Regions from separate parts of the Oryctolagus cuniculus genome. Here region 1 is linked to region 2. The links are chromatin contacts, called in public Hi-C maps. All regions are on one chromosome and are shown on one strand. Each heading gives the region's core, a stretch centred on a gene start, on an enhancer-like site or on the middle of the called end of the contact. The rest is flanking DNA. Distances are from core to core; before and after follow the strand shown.

The links. Hi-C and Micro-C count contacts between places; a contact is called where the count stands out from the background.
Region 1: a Hi-C map of liver shows a contact between it and region 2, with 3 times the contacts expected there. The contact joins the promoter of HHEX here to the enhancer-like site in region 2. A contact is called at or near these places in 2 of 6 Hi-C or Micro-C datasets (liver and an unstated tissue).

What each region holds. Positions count from the first base shown.
Region 1 is chr15:37,935,349-37,942,492 of mOryCun1.1, forward strand. HHEX (hematopoietically expressed homeobox) reads right to left here and starts at 2,209. Exons shown (of 4, transcript XM_002718509.5): 1 at 1,729-2,209. The coding sequence starts at 2,089.
Region 2 is chr15:37,869,117-37,875,763 of mOryCun1.1, forward strand. All of the region lies in intron 1 of EXOC6 (exocyst complex component 6), which reads right to left. Among named protein-coding and RNA genes, the nearest start is that of EXOC6, 41 kb to the right of the region's middle. Within about 2 kb of position 1,590, at least 1 of the 8 cell types and tissues checked has an H3K27ac peak or open chromatin away from gene starts, as enhancers often do.

The DNA.
Region 1 (7,144 bases), core at 959-3,458, 67 kb after region 2:
GGCCTTATTTCACCAAGAACTGCTACGCAACTGTTTCCACCGCCAAGTCCTCTCCCTGAGTGACCCGCATTCCCAAACCCTCGGGGTAGGGAGTGGAACGCGGGGGTGTGCGTTTGGGGGCGGAGCGGGGCTGCTTCACTACCCCAGTGCAGGCTGTGCGTGCGGGCAGCGACCGGCGCGGGTGCCCCGTTAGGCCGCGCGATGAGCCTCCAATCCGGACCGGAGCGCGCCGCGGTAGCCTCTGATTTCACACTCGGCCGGCGGAGGCGGCCAGTTAAAGCCACGCCGTGGGCTATGGCAACATTTCCGTCAATGTGTTTCCTGTTGGTCTATCTCGAAAAACCCTCCGCTTCCTCCTGCGCAGTCCCAGCAGTAACCCAAGGAAACCCGGAGAGCGCTCGGCGACAACGTTCGCCACAGACCGGCCAGGCCGAGGGTCCCACTCGCGCCGGGCCCCACGGGAGAGTAGTCACGCCATGGGGCCGCGGCACCAAACCCTCGAGGCTGGAATAAGAAACACGACCCAAGTTTGCAAAGGAACTCAGACACTACCCCTCCATCTCGCCAAAGGTGCGCGCCGAGTTCAACGACATCAAGTCCATAATGAATTAAAATGCTAATGGCCTCCAGGGTCCCTACTGAAGCTGCCAACAGCAGAGTAGATTGAAAACCCTGGTGGCCCCAGCCGCGCCGCCCAGCTTCCTTATTTGCCCCAGGGCTTCAGACCCCAGAGGCGCCAAGGGCCACCCAGGGAGCGAATCACGGGTGGCTTAATTCTAAGCCGGCGCGCTTAGGGGACAAGCCCCGCAAATTCGGTGCGCCCCAAGTATCGGCCGGCGCCGGGATGGAGGGGGTCTGCAGTTTCCCACTGCCAAAGGGGGTGTCCGTCCGTCCCTCCGTCGGTGCCTCTGCAGGCCTGCGCCTAAACGCTTTGAAAGCTGGTATTGTTTTTTCGAGATTTTGCTTGCGTCAGGCTTCAGACTGGTGCAAAACAGCCTCGAGAAGAAGAAGAAAAAAAAAAAGGAAGCAACTGGTTATTTTAGCTGCCATACAGTCACATCCCACACAGAGGAAATGAACAATATCAGAAAAACGGATCCCGGCTATCAGAAGTCGAGTGTTTCCTGAATTTGTCTGTATTGAGGATGTCGATAAAATAATCAGCAGCGTGCACTACTCCGGGGGAAGGGTCTGCTTCATGCAGCCAGGAAAACACTTAACAGCTTCTGAAACCAGATTTACTCCTATCGAGAACTCAAGATTTCCTGTATGAACGGAAAGGGTCAGGCTCTTTCACTGCACAAGCTTGTTGAACCCAGGCCAGCCCGGTAACCACCCGGGGCCCAGCAGCTCGCGCTCTCTGCCCCGCAGGAGCCGGCCCGCGCCGCCCCGACACCCGCTGCCTTCGTCCCTCCGGCGCAAAGGCCCCCACCCCGGGCGACACGCGCGGCCCACGGCGGCTCTCCCCCTGGCCCGCGCATCCCGACGCCTGCAAGGTGCAGGAAAACCAATCTGAGTCACCGTGCGGTCAGCCCAGGCCCGCGCTTCGAGTCCCCCCCGCCCCCCCCCCGCGCGCCCGAAAGTTGCTTTTCAGTCGCTTTCGCCACAACTTTCTATTGCTTTCCCCCGCGCCGCCCCCGCCGCCTCCCGGGCGCTGCCACCTGCCGGGTGGCGCCTCTCTAACCGTCGCCGGGGGGCTCGGCCCCACCGTGACCCCGGCCGCCTTACCTAAGGGGTCGTGGCGGAGCAAGGCGTGCGTGTAGTCGTTCACCGTCCGCGGGAAGGGGTACAGAGGGCCCCCGAAGCCGCTGGGGCCGTAGGCGGCGGCCAGCGCGGCGGCGGAGTGGTGGGAGAAGGCGGGGTGGATCGGCGTGGGCTCGTATACCGGGGTCCGGTAGGAGGACACGAGGCTGGTGAAGGACGAGTTGGGGGACGGCAGCGTGGGGGTGGGCGTGGGCGCGGCGGGCGCCCGGCCCAGGATGTCCTCGATGTAGAAGGGCGTCGGGTGCGCGGGCTGCAACAGAGGCGTGGGCGCGTACAGGGGCACCCCCGCCGCCGCCGCCGCGGGCCCGGGGTGCGGGTACTGCATGGCTCCGTACGCTGCGGCCCCTCCGAGAGCTGCCGGCCCGCGCCGCGGCGCTACATTTATCCGCGCTCCGCGCTCCCGGCGATAGGCTCCGCCGGCCGCGGGGTGGGGCCGCGCTCGCTGGCCCCTTCCTGCCGCCGGGCTCTGCGGCCAATGGCGCGGGGCCCCCAGAGCCGCCTCCCGCCCCCACCCCCGGCCCGCCCCCCGCCGGCCGAGCTCTCCGCCCCCCCACTACCGTCCCGGACCCGCTAGCTCCCTGGCTCCAGAGACCCTGAGCCGGGGCGCCCCGCCGCCGTCCCCATCCCGGCTCGGGGCTGCAGACACCTCGGGGCCAGGGACGCCTTCGAGGGCAGCCCAGAGGCGCGGCCGTCGCTAGAGGCGCGTGGAAAGTAGCCGCTTGGAGCGCAGGCCTGGCCCGGAGGCACTTCTGCCGAAACTCGGGGCGGGTGGGGGAAAGGAGGACAGTCCAGACACGAGCCCGGCCCCTGACCCCGGGAGAGATGCGGCGGGAGTCGGGGGCGCCGAAGCGCTGGCGGAGGAACGCTCCGCTACCCGTGCGCCCCTCCCTTTCCGAGGCACGGCGGCGCTGGCTGTGGTCGCTGGCAGCAGGAGAGCGCCCTGGGTTCCCGGCGCTGCTTCAGAGAGCCCCGGCCCTGAGCTGCGTACCCCGCGGAGCCCGCACCACTGGACTTAAGGTGCTCCGGGCCGTGGGCCGCTCCAGCCCGTTTCACTTGCGGGGCTCGGTCTCAGCCGCCTCCCTCCATGGGATGCTAGCAGAAAGCTGCTCTGGACAAGACTCCAGGGGGAGCCCGGGGCCACGGCGTCGGGCAGAAGCTGTGCAGTCTTCTTGGATCCCATGGAGGGGGGCTGTCCCCTGTCCGTTCTCCGCCTGCCCTGGGGGTCACAGCTGCGCGCAGCCGGGCTTCCCCGTTCTGCATGTGTTTCCTATTGACGCGGTGGCGCTGGCCCGCGTGGCCCCGGCTCTGTTCGACTCCACTCGCCTCCGGGGCGAGGGGGCATTTTATTGATTGACGCCCTCCTGCGGTCGTCACACCTCGCGGTGAGCTGTTTCTGCTGAGGTCCTCCATTAGTCGTGGAAATGGAAAGACTTCCCAGCTTCTGCTATTGCGCAGAGTATAACGTCTACGCCTTGGCACTTTTTCCAGCTGCAGCCGGGCCGGGGTGGGAAGAGGAGGGGCCCGGGAGCCGGATGGTCTGGGTTCGAATTTCATTGCACACGTTTTTGTTGCGCGGCTACTGTGGGCCGGCAGTGGACGGGTCACGCGCGGCCTCTGCCCTCGGGAGACGGGAGGCAGATCCAACGCGGTGACCTGTAGGCGTTTGGGAGGAGACGTCCCTAATTACCTTAAACCTGGTTGCGGGGGCGGGGGGGGGGCGGGAGGAAGTCGTTAAGGGAGGGAACGGCTTCCCAAGAACAGGATGCTTGAGAGGAGCAGGTGTCACCAAGCCCGAGGGGGACGGGGACCAACACTCCCAGCCCAGCGTCTAGCGTCTAGTGTTCGGTAAATGAAGCTTCGGTGGAGCCATCACCTTCGGCCTTTTTCTCCTGGAACATTTGAAACTTGGCCTGAAGATGCCTGATCTTTTTGAGTTGGGGTCATAAGTATCTTTAGGCATCTGACTAGAGCAACAAGTGCAGACCCAGCGAGTGTAGTGTGCTCTCATTCCGGCTCAAACCTTGGGGGCTAGGTGAGAGAAAGGGAGAGAAGAGAGGGGGAAGGGGAGATTGCTCTTTTTTTACATAAATTATTTCTGGAAGAATAACGAACTAGTGACCTAGTGACGACTTTAGCTATCCCGGAAGAGAAAGGTAGGGTTGGAGGGCAAATGCCCACCTTTTGAGTGTTTGAAGAGTTGACCCATGCAAAAGTATGAAGTGAGCTCGGTAGGTGCCAGAAACTATGACAGGAAGACAGAACTGCCTTGAAGGGGCGTCCATTAACCAAAACCGGGTGATGTAAGCCGCAAAAGTAAATTATGGCAGTGGACATTTGGCCTAGCGTTTGAGATGCCCACACCCCATATCCCAGTTCCTGGATCCGAGTCTGCAGCTCCAGTCCCCATTCCGGCTTCTTGCCAATGCACACCCTGGGAGGCAGTAAGTGATCGCTCAAGTAGTTAGGTGCTATCACCCGTGCGGGAGACCCAGATTGAGTTCTGTGCTCCTGGCTTCACAGGCATCTGGGAAGGGAACCAGGAGATGGAAGTGAACGCTCTCTCTCTCCTCTTTCTCCCTCTCAAATAAATAAATAAAAATTTTATTTTTTAAATTTGAAAAGCCAAGTTACAGCGGGAGAGACACAGAGATCTTCTATCTGCTGGCTTACTCCTCAAAATGGCCGCAACAACCATGGTTTGGGCCGTGCCAAAGCCAGGACCAAGAGACCCATCCAGGCCTCCCGAAGGGTGGCAGGGGCCCAAGGACTCAGATCATCTTCAGCTGCTTTCTCCAGGCAAGTTAGCAGGGAGCTGGATGGGAAAGTGGAGTAGCTGGGACTCCAAACAGCACTCATATGGGAGGCCAGTGTTGCAGGCGGCAGCTTAACCCTCTGCACCACAACTCTAGCCCCAATAAGTGAAAATTTTAAAAATACATGATTGAATATAACAACTTGTAAGTCCACAGTGATATTCAAAGAGAGGGAGAAAGGGATGGTGGATGGGAAATCTGCAGCGATGCCAGCTGACAGAAGTATTCATTAAAACTCAAAAACGGCCTTATTCACCCAAGAAGGGCCAGCATTGCACATCACAACCATCACATGAAATGCAGATGAGAATTTTCACAGAATCTCAGAGGATTGTCCCAAATGTTTGATTCTGGAGTTTTAAGAAAACTGTAAGTGACATTTTGGTGGAGAAAACTATGAACTGCATGTTTTATGTTTGGTATTCTGAGTTATATAAAAAAGTCCTAATTCTTGGGAGATGCAAATTAAAATATTTAGGAGTGATGGGTAACAGTATTTGCAACTTACTTTCAAGTAGCTCACTACACATACACGTAAACACACATGTAACATACACATGTAAAATGCACACATCTGTATAAATATACATATGTGTATATATACAGAGAGATACAAGGGATGTTCAAAAAGTTTACAGAAATGAATATTTGAAAAATGCATGGATTTCAGAAGTTTTTGTACACAGACAACTTTTAATTCCATTTTCCACGAACTTTTTGAAGTACCCTCATAGAGCAAATGTAAAAAAATTACTGGTGAATTCAAGTGCAGAGTATACAGATATTCATTGTACTATAGTTTCAACTTCTCTGTAGGTTTGAAATGTTTTAGCATAAAAACTGGAAAAAATTAAGTGTGATTTTTGTTGCACAGTGGAAGCACTGTCTCTTGGGTGTTTGGGAGTCACTGGGAACCCTTCTGAGGGGCAGCTCTAATGTTGTGCTGCCCCGCCAGTCCTCACTCTCCCCACGTGGCCTGCTTGAGAGTCACTGTGTCCCGAGGACATGTAACAGCTGCAAAGACAGGACAGAAACTACCTGAAGTCGGATGCGCCTTCACATTTAGGTCAGAGCCTTTGAAGACTGGGACCTCTTAGAACTAAGGAGATGACTGTGATTAGCATCTTTCTCAAAATTTGTTTCCCCTTCATCTTTGTTTTTCACCTTTTTCCTGCCCCTTCTACCTCTGCGTAACTTCGATCACTGCTCCAAGTCATTGGATGCCTTTGCAGTAAATCACTAGCCAGCCGTCCTTCTCCATCTCAAAAATTGTATGGGTTCATGGTATTAGTTCATTCTGTCATGAGTCAACCGCCAGTCAAAATGATCTAAATCTAGAAACTTCCAAAAATAAGTATAAAAAGCTAGGCAAAGAATCACTAATATAGGATTATTAAATAATCACTAATAAGGGGAGCATCATCTCTTTCTTTGATTTTTGCCACAGACCCTGGGAAGTGGCTGGAGATCTTTTAGCACTGGTAGAACATTCCAACTTAGCTACATAATCCTCACCAGCAAATTGAAGCACTTAATTCTGTTAAGCTATATAACACCACCTTTTCTAAATCCAATCGTCAGATCCACGTTCACTTTGCTATAGTTAAAAAAAAAAAATTACAACCACATTTGTGAATGTCACATTTATTGAACTACATAATTTTTAATATCACTTGTGTGGGTTTTATAGTTTGTTTTATTGTTTTAAAAGTCATTTGGGGCTCTAAAAGAACTAGATTTTTCCAAAGTTTTCCCTATGATTTTTTTTCACACAGTCAGAACTAATAAAACAAAACTGTTGCAGCTATTTAATTCAAAATCTCTTGGAGTTTCAATATTTTTTCTCTGCTGGATACTAAAACCAATAAAGCTACATGAGATTTTAATTATATTCTGAATTAAACAAGACTCTCTCCAAAAAATTGGCACCATTTATTTTAGTCATTGCTGTTGTGAAAGAGCCCAAATTTTGTAAGAAGAGATGGTGGTTCCCACTTCTAGTTTATCTTATAGGAACTTAGGTAAACTTTTTGCAACTTATTTTGGTAATTAAATGTACACTGCGGTACAATTTGAAATCAGCTGTAGCTTGAAAACGTTGGAGTTTTATTATACCAACTTGGGTCTGTACATACACTAAAAGTTTCATTACCGTCAAGCACTGGGGAGACAAAATCATTTATTAAATCACATATAGAATCATTATATTGTATTTAATATTTGGAACAATCTGATTAGTCAGGAATTTAGTGCTTTACTAACCCACAAAATGCTGATTTGGTGGGGTAGAAATGCTTCGTTCATGTCCCAGATGGAATCAAAGCTCTGAACTACGTGGCAGCCCTTCGCTGATGTTCTCTGTCCATGTTTTACATTCTGCACTGTGCATTACATGGTATTGGCATGTGGGGGAATTTTACTGACCGTGCAGCTTTACCTAGAGCTTATGCTATTTATTTGTTCAACTTTAATAGTGAAGAACTCAATAATAGAAAAGCACCCGATTTCTAAATAGACACAAGATCTAAACAGACACTGCTCCAAAGATGATACACAAATGACCAATA
Region 2 (6,647 bases), core at 340-2,839:
CAAAATATTATGAAATCTGTCCATATTAAAGGGTCTTCAAAAAGTTCATGAAAATGTATCTTATGAAAAATTATGCATGGACTTCAAAATCTTTTTGCATCAAAATAAACTTTTTTTGAGGGGGGCAGGCAGAGTTAGACAGTGAGAGAGAGAGAGACAAAGAGAATTATAGACAGTGAAAGAGAGACAGACAGAAAGGTTTTCCTTCCGTTGGTTCATTCCCCTAATGGCCGCTACAGCCGGCGCTGCGCCAATCCAAAGCCAGGAGCTGGGTACTTCCTCCCAGTCTCCCATGCGGGTGCAGGGCCCAAGCACTTGGACCATCCTCCACTGCCTCCTCGGGCCACAGCAGAGAGCTGCACTGGAAGAGGAGCAACCAGGACAGAATTCAGCGCCCCAGCTGGGACTAGAACCCGGGGTGTTGACGCTGCAGGTGGAGGATTAGTCAAGTGAGCCACGGCACCGGCCAATAAACTATCTTTTAATTCCATTTTTCTGAAAACTTTTTGAAGTGCTCTTACACTATCTGAATCTATTCGTTTCACACTGGATAGGAAAACATGCATGCTCCAAAAGGGTTTATATGCATCCTATTCTCCCTCTCCCTTTCTCCCTCACTCCTTCTCTCTCTCTCTCCCTCCTTCCCCCTTCCCTCTCTATGTCTCTCTTCTTTTCTACCAGTAAAATACTCCTATGTATACTGAAATAAATCTGGAATGATATATAACAAACAATTACCAATAGGAGCTGAAATGAAGTTCTTAAATTTTAAACTGGTATACATTTCTGTACTTAGTATGTGTGTAAATGAAACACACTTTCTGCTTCTACAGTTAGAAGAAAAAAGATTTTTCATCTCTTCAATCTATGGCAAGTACTGTTCTTTGGTTAGCATGCACAGCTATTCTAAGAAGGTGGTAAGCAAATGTCTCAACTCTGTACCCAGACAAAAGGAAGTCCTGGATACTGGAGCCACTCTGGGAATCTGTGTCCTGTGTGGGGATCCAATGTGAAGAGAGACTGGCCCTTGGCCATCAAGGGAGTCTAAGAAACAGCATTCAGGGGGAAAAGCTGAAGAGATGGCCAAAGAGCCCAGCCAAAGAGACCAGCAGAGAGGCTGAGGCAATAACCTTTTACTTTCTTCAAGTATATGCGTTTTTTAGGTGTAACTTAAATTGCTTTCCGGTCATAGGCTTGTGAAAATTTGCAGACTTCCTCAATGCAAATAATTTTTTAAAGAATGCCTCATTATATCCCTGTGGCTCAGAGATGTTAGAGCATCAAGCTGTGTTCCCCTTCCTTTGCACCTGCTTCTGGTAATGGTGCACCTTATGGCAGAGCTGTTGCAAGATGGCAGTCCCTGCCCAATTCCTGAAGCACTGAGCTGGGGGAAAGATGTTCGCTGCACCTCTCTATCCCCCGAAAGCTGTTTGTCTGAGGCCTCTGAGGCAGTCAGCCATTTCCCAGGGCAGCAGGCTGGGTGACAAGTCCTTTTTAGGCAAAGCATGAAAAGGAGCTGGTTGAGCGGCTCTAAAAAAACCTTGGTCAACAGGGTGGAGCCAGGCCAGGGCAGAGGCATTACTTCACAGTTGCATTGGCTTCCTGTGGCTGCCAATAGAGGCAGCATCTGGCAGCCAGCCCACCGCAGAGAAGAGGGAACTCCACTGAGAAGAAAATAGCAATGAGGCCCCAAAGGTGGAAGTGCAGCCTGAGAAACTTCAGTTTGCCTGGGACTGATCGGCCTGCCAGGCTTGCCTCTGGGCCAGGCATCCAGTACTGATGCCCTCCTTAAGGAAGTGCCTTCTCTAAGCAGTTTACACACATTCTCTCATCTGTATCATTTACTCTACATCATAAGACCCTGAGGCAGCCGCCATTTCTCAGACAGGACAACTGAAGCTCAGAGTTGAAATAACTTGCACAAGGACACACAGCCAGACTGTAGGGGAGCTAAGACTACAGCTCCCTGGTGGCCAGCTCTTCAGCCTGACCATGACAAGCAAGTGAAAATCAAAAGGACAACGTGACCCTAATCTTGAGTGAAAATGGAGAAGATGAGGTAAAGACTGCCTGCAACAGTCACCGTGGATTGGAGCAATCGTGCCTCCTCCCCAGAAGGTAATATTTTGGGTTTTCCTTCCTTGCACACAACCAGGCAAATGACTGCAATTCTAAAAAGAGATAAATATAAAAACAAGAAGTGAAACGCTCAGACACCTGAAACCCAACCATTTCTGCAAGCAAGCGAGAGCCCGCCGAGCTGCCACATGCAGAAATAGGCCCGTCCTGTTTAGATAGGCGTTGTTTTGCTACATGGCTGCATATGCAGTGAAGTGATAGCAGGTCCTGAGGGTCCACTCCTTTGATGAGTTCCACACACAAAGGCCTGCATTTTGATGTAATCTGATAGCATGTAGTTCAGTCCTGGACAAACTGCTACTGTGAGGAAGTGATAAACCCAACTTCCTGCTGAAAACTGCCTGAGATAACACTTTCCATGGACTGGAAGGGAAAAAAAGAGGCAATGCTTGCTACAGAATTTAAAAGGAACTATTCCCTTCTTAACAAATAACCTCTTTTTCATGTGGTCCCAGCACCAGCTAAGCAAAACTGATTGCAGCCTGGTGACTATGTGGTAATTCTAGGTATGACTTAACTCTGACTTTTATTTATAGGCAAAGTCATTCGAGGTCCCCTTGATTTTTCTTTTAAGGATATGATAGTTCAACACTCTAAACCTTAGGTATCATCTTGGCCAAGAGAACTTCCTTGAAATTTAACAAGGACTCAGATTGAAAAAATCAAAGTTACATTAACTGGCTCAATGGTGTTCCCACTGAGTCACTACAGAGGCTCATTTGGTTTGAACAAACACACAAGGGAAGAGTTGCCAAATTACCCGAGGACCAACAGCTGTTTCTGCAATGCTAAAACAAGGTCAAGGTGACAATTTCACTAAGTATTTGTGTAGCTTGTGTCATACATAAACAACCAGTAAGAGCAGATTGTGCCAGAAATTTGCTTTGAATACATTCATTCATTTATCACAAATTTAGAAATTACATATCCAGTGCCTACTGTGTGCTAGCAAATATGGTGGTGAACAAAAAAGAGATATCCCCCTGATTTCAAGGACTTTCCAGTCTAGTTAGGAAGGCAAGTTTTAAAGCAAACACAAACACATGTATACTTCACATATTAAAAATTGTTTTCTGAAGAGAAAAAAAGACATGGTCCAATTTCAGTTTTTTTAAAGCCAAATTTTCAAAAGACATTATTGAAAGGCAGAAAGAAAGAGAGCTCTCCCATTTGTTGGCTCACTCCCCAAATGCCCACAAAAGCTGGGGCTGAGCTAGAATGAAGCCAGAAACCTGGAACTAAATTTAGATCTCCTACATGAGTATCAGGGACCAACTACCTGAGTTATCACCTCCTGCCTCCCAGGGTGTGCATAAGCAGGAAGCTGGAACCAGGACAGAATGGAGAATTGAACCCAGGTAAACTGATATGGGATGTAGGCATCCCAAGTAGTATCTTAAATGCTACACCAAACACCTGCCCCCAATTTCAGTTCTGATGGCATGGTCAGCCAAGACCTAACCAATGATGTGATAATTAGGCCAGCAGACCAGGAATAAAGGAAGAGCTCCTGAGCTGGCAAAGAGGTGTGTGCCTTCAGGAAACGCAAGGCAAGGCTATGGGCTGTGCTAGGAGCCTGGGAAGTAATGAGGAATCACGCAGGGCCTCATGGATCACATGGAGGAGTTTGGCTTTATTCTGAGAACAGCAGGAAACATTCCATTAATACTGTTGACTTCGAATACTGTTCTGCTTCTAGAATGTTTTCTAGGCAAGGATTTCAAAGAGAATGCAGCAGCTCTAATGTCCCTTGGGGAAAACTGTGTGAGCTAAAACTCCTACAATTTGGGTGCATCAATACAGTCAGTTCAGTTAAGCCTCAAACTGGAAGGGGAAAAAAATTAGAGCAATAAAAACTAATCAGTTGGGGGCCGGTGCTGTGGCATAGTGGGTTAAGGCCCCAGTCTGTAGTGCTGGCATCCCATATGAGCACTGGTTCAAGCTCTCCGATCCAGCTCTCTGTTGTGGCTTGGGAAGGCAGTAGATCTCCTGGCTTCAGATAGGCTCAGCTCCCGTCGTGGTGAGTGAACAGTGGATGGAAGACCTCTCTCTCTGCCTCTGCCTCTCTATAACTCTACTTTTCAAATAAATAAATAAATAAATCTTTAAAAATTAATCAATTGGATCACCAGTCATTTCATAATTTTAATATGATTCTAGAGTCCCATGGTGCTTTTTTTGTTTTTTTTTTGTTTTTTTTTTTTTTTTTGGACAGGGAGAGTGGACAGTGAGAGAGAGACAGAAAGAAAGGTCTTCCATTGGTTCACCCCCAATGGCCGCTGTGGCCAGCGCACTACGCTGATCCGAAGCCAGGAGCCAGGTACTTCTCCTGGTCTCCCATGCGGGTGCAGGGCCCAAGGACTTGGGCCATCCTCCACTGCACTCCAGGGCCACAGCAGAGAGCTGAGTCCCATGGTTCTTACCAACAGACAGCACCTTGGCAGTCATGTGGACCAATTCTTTCTCATTTTACAAGGGAAGCAACTGAGGTCCAGAAAGCACTCAACTCCTGGCTGAAAGCAAGATCCCCTCTGAGAAAGCTGCTCCTAAGGCCGGCGCCGCGGCTCACTAGGCTAATCCTCCGCCTAGCGGCGCCGGCACACCGGGTTCTAGTCCCGGTCGGGGCGCCGGATTCTGTCCCGGTTGCCCCTCTTCCAGGCCAGCCCTCTGCTGTGGCCCGGGAGTGCAGTGGAGGATGGCCCAGGTGCTTGGGCCCTGCACCCCATGGGAGACCAGGAAAAGCACCTGGCTCCTGGCTCCTGCCATCGGATCGGTGCGGTGCGCCGGCCGCAGCGCGCCGGCCGCGGCGGCCATTGGAGGGTGAACCAACGGCAAAAGGAAGACCTTTCTCTCTGTCTCTCTCTCTCACTGTCCACTCTGCCTGTCAAAAAAAAAAAAAAAAAAAAAAGCTGCTCCTAAACAACAAAATTCAGGGCTGCCATACCTTCTGCTTTGCAAACTGGGCACTAGAATTCAGGATGTTTCTAGGTTGCTCAGGGATCTTTGGCCTGCCTCTCTCCTCCAAAGCTCGCTCACTTGCTCTCCTCTCTCTCTCTCTCTCTCTCTCTCTCTCTCTCTGGGTTAATTCAGAATTTCTGCACTGGACTCAGGATTTTTTTGAAGTCTTTGAGATGTGCAAGTAAATGCCCCCATTTTGAGAACCACCCTGGCGCTGGGGTCGGAGGACTTGGAAACCTGGGAAGCTCTGAACCCTTGTATCTCTGAGAACCCACTCTGTGTAAGTCCCTCTAGTTACCTGGCCGTTAAGTGTAAAGATTCTCAAGTGCTGAGTATAATTAGAGGCCCCAGGCAAGGAATCCTGAGTTCCTCTGGGTGATGCTAGAGAAGTTGGTTTGAAATTGAACTAGGGCCGGTGCTTGCGGCGCCGACACCCAGGGTTCTAGTCCCGGTCGGGGCGCCAGATTCTGTCCCGGTTGCTCCTCTTCCAGTCCAACTCTCTGCTGTGGCCCAGGAAGGCAGTGCAGAATGGCCCAAGTGCTTGGGCCCTACACCCGCGTAGGAGACCAGGGGGAAGCACCTGGCTCCTGGCTTCGGATCAGCACAGCACACCGGCCACAGCAACCATTTGTGGGGTGAACCAACAGTAAAAGGAAGACCTTTCTCTCTGTCTCTCTCCCTCACACTTTCTAACTCTGCCTGTCAAAAAAAAAAAAAAAAAAATTGAACTGAATTAGTAAAAAAGAATGACACCTCCAGAGTCAGTAAGACATTGCCTTTACCATTCTGAGAGCTTTCCCCCTTGAGACTGACTGGACGCCTGCTTGGTAGTTGCTTTCTGACCTCAGCAGGATGTCACTGAGTTGACCTCAGACAATAAAATCCTTATACTGATCTGAGCCTCCACTTCATGTCAGAGAACGCTCAAGACCCTTACGCATCCAACATTTTATGTGTTCACCACAAATCAAAACAAGTTTGGAATCTCAACAGAAAATTCCTTTAAATGCTTGCTATAACAGGAAGGAAGACAGGGAGGAAAGGAGGCAAGAACAGAGGGAAGGGAAAGGAAAAAAAAGGAAGAGAGGGAACACTGTAATTCATGAGCAACCTAAGCTAGAAGAGTGGGAGAGGACTGTTTTTCTCAGCCTCTCTGCAACCACTGACAGAAATACACCAGGCTTTCATTATGAATAACTTCATGTTTTTTTAGCTCTGAAAACAGAGCCCAGTGGAGTATGCCTAGGAGCCCTTCGCAGGCTTTGGATCTGGAAGAGAATGACTTGTGCGTCAGCAACTTCTGTTTAAGCAAGCAAATGAAACACCAAGAGGAAAATTGTTAGAGAAGAGGGTGACTTTTTTTCTTTTAAATTTGAAATATTTTATATTTCAAAGATTTTGTGGATTGTTGATTTATGAGAAGCACTTAGTCTGGAGCCTAGTGCAGAATGAATGCTCAGTAAGTGTTGCCTATAATTGTTAAGCAAGCAGCCTATTGGTCCAGGCTCACAAAATCTGAATCTAGACTTGTAATAGCCAAGTGACCTTAA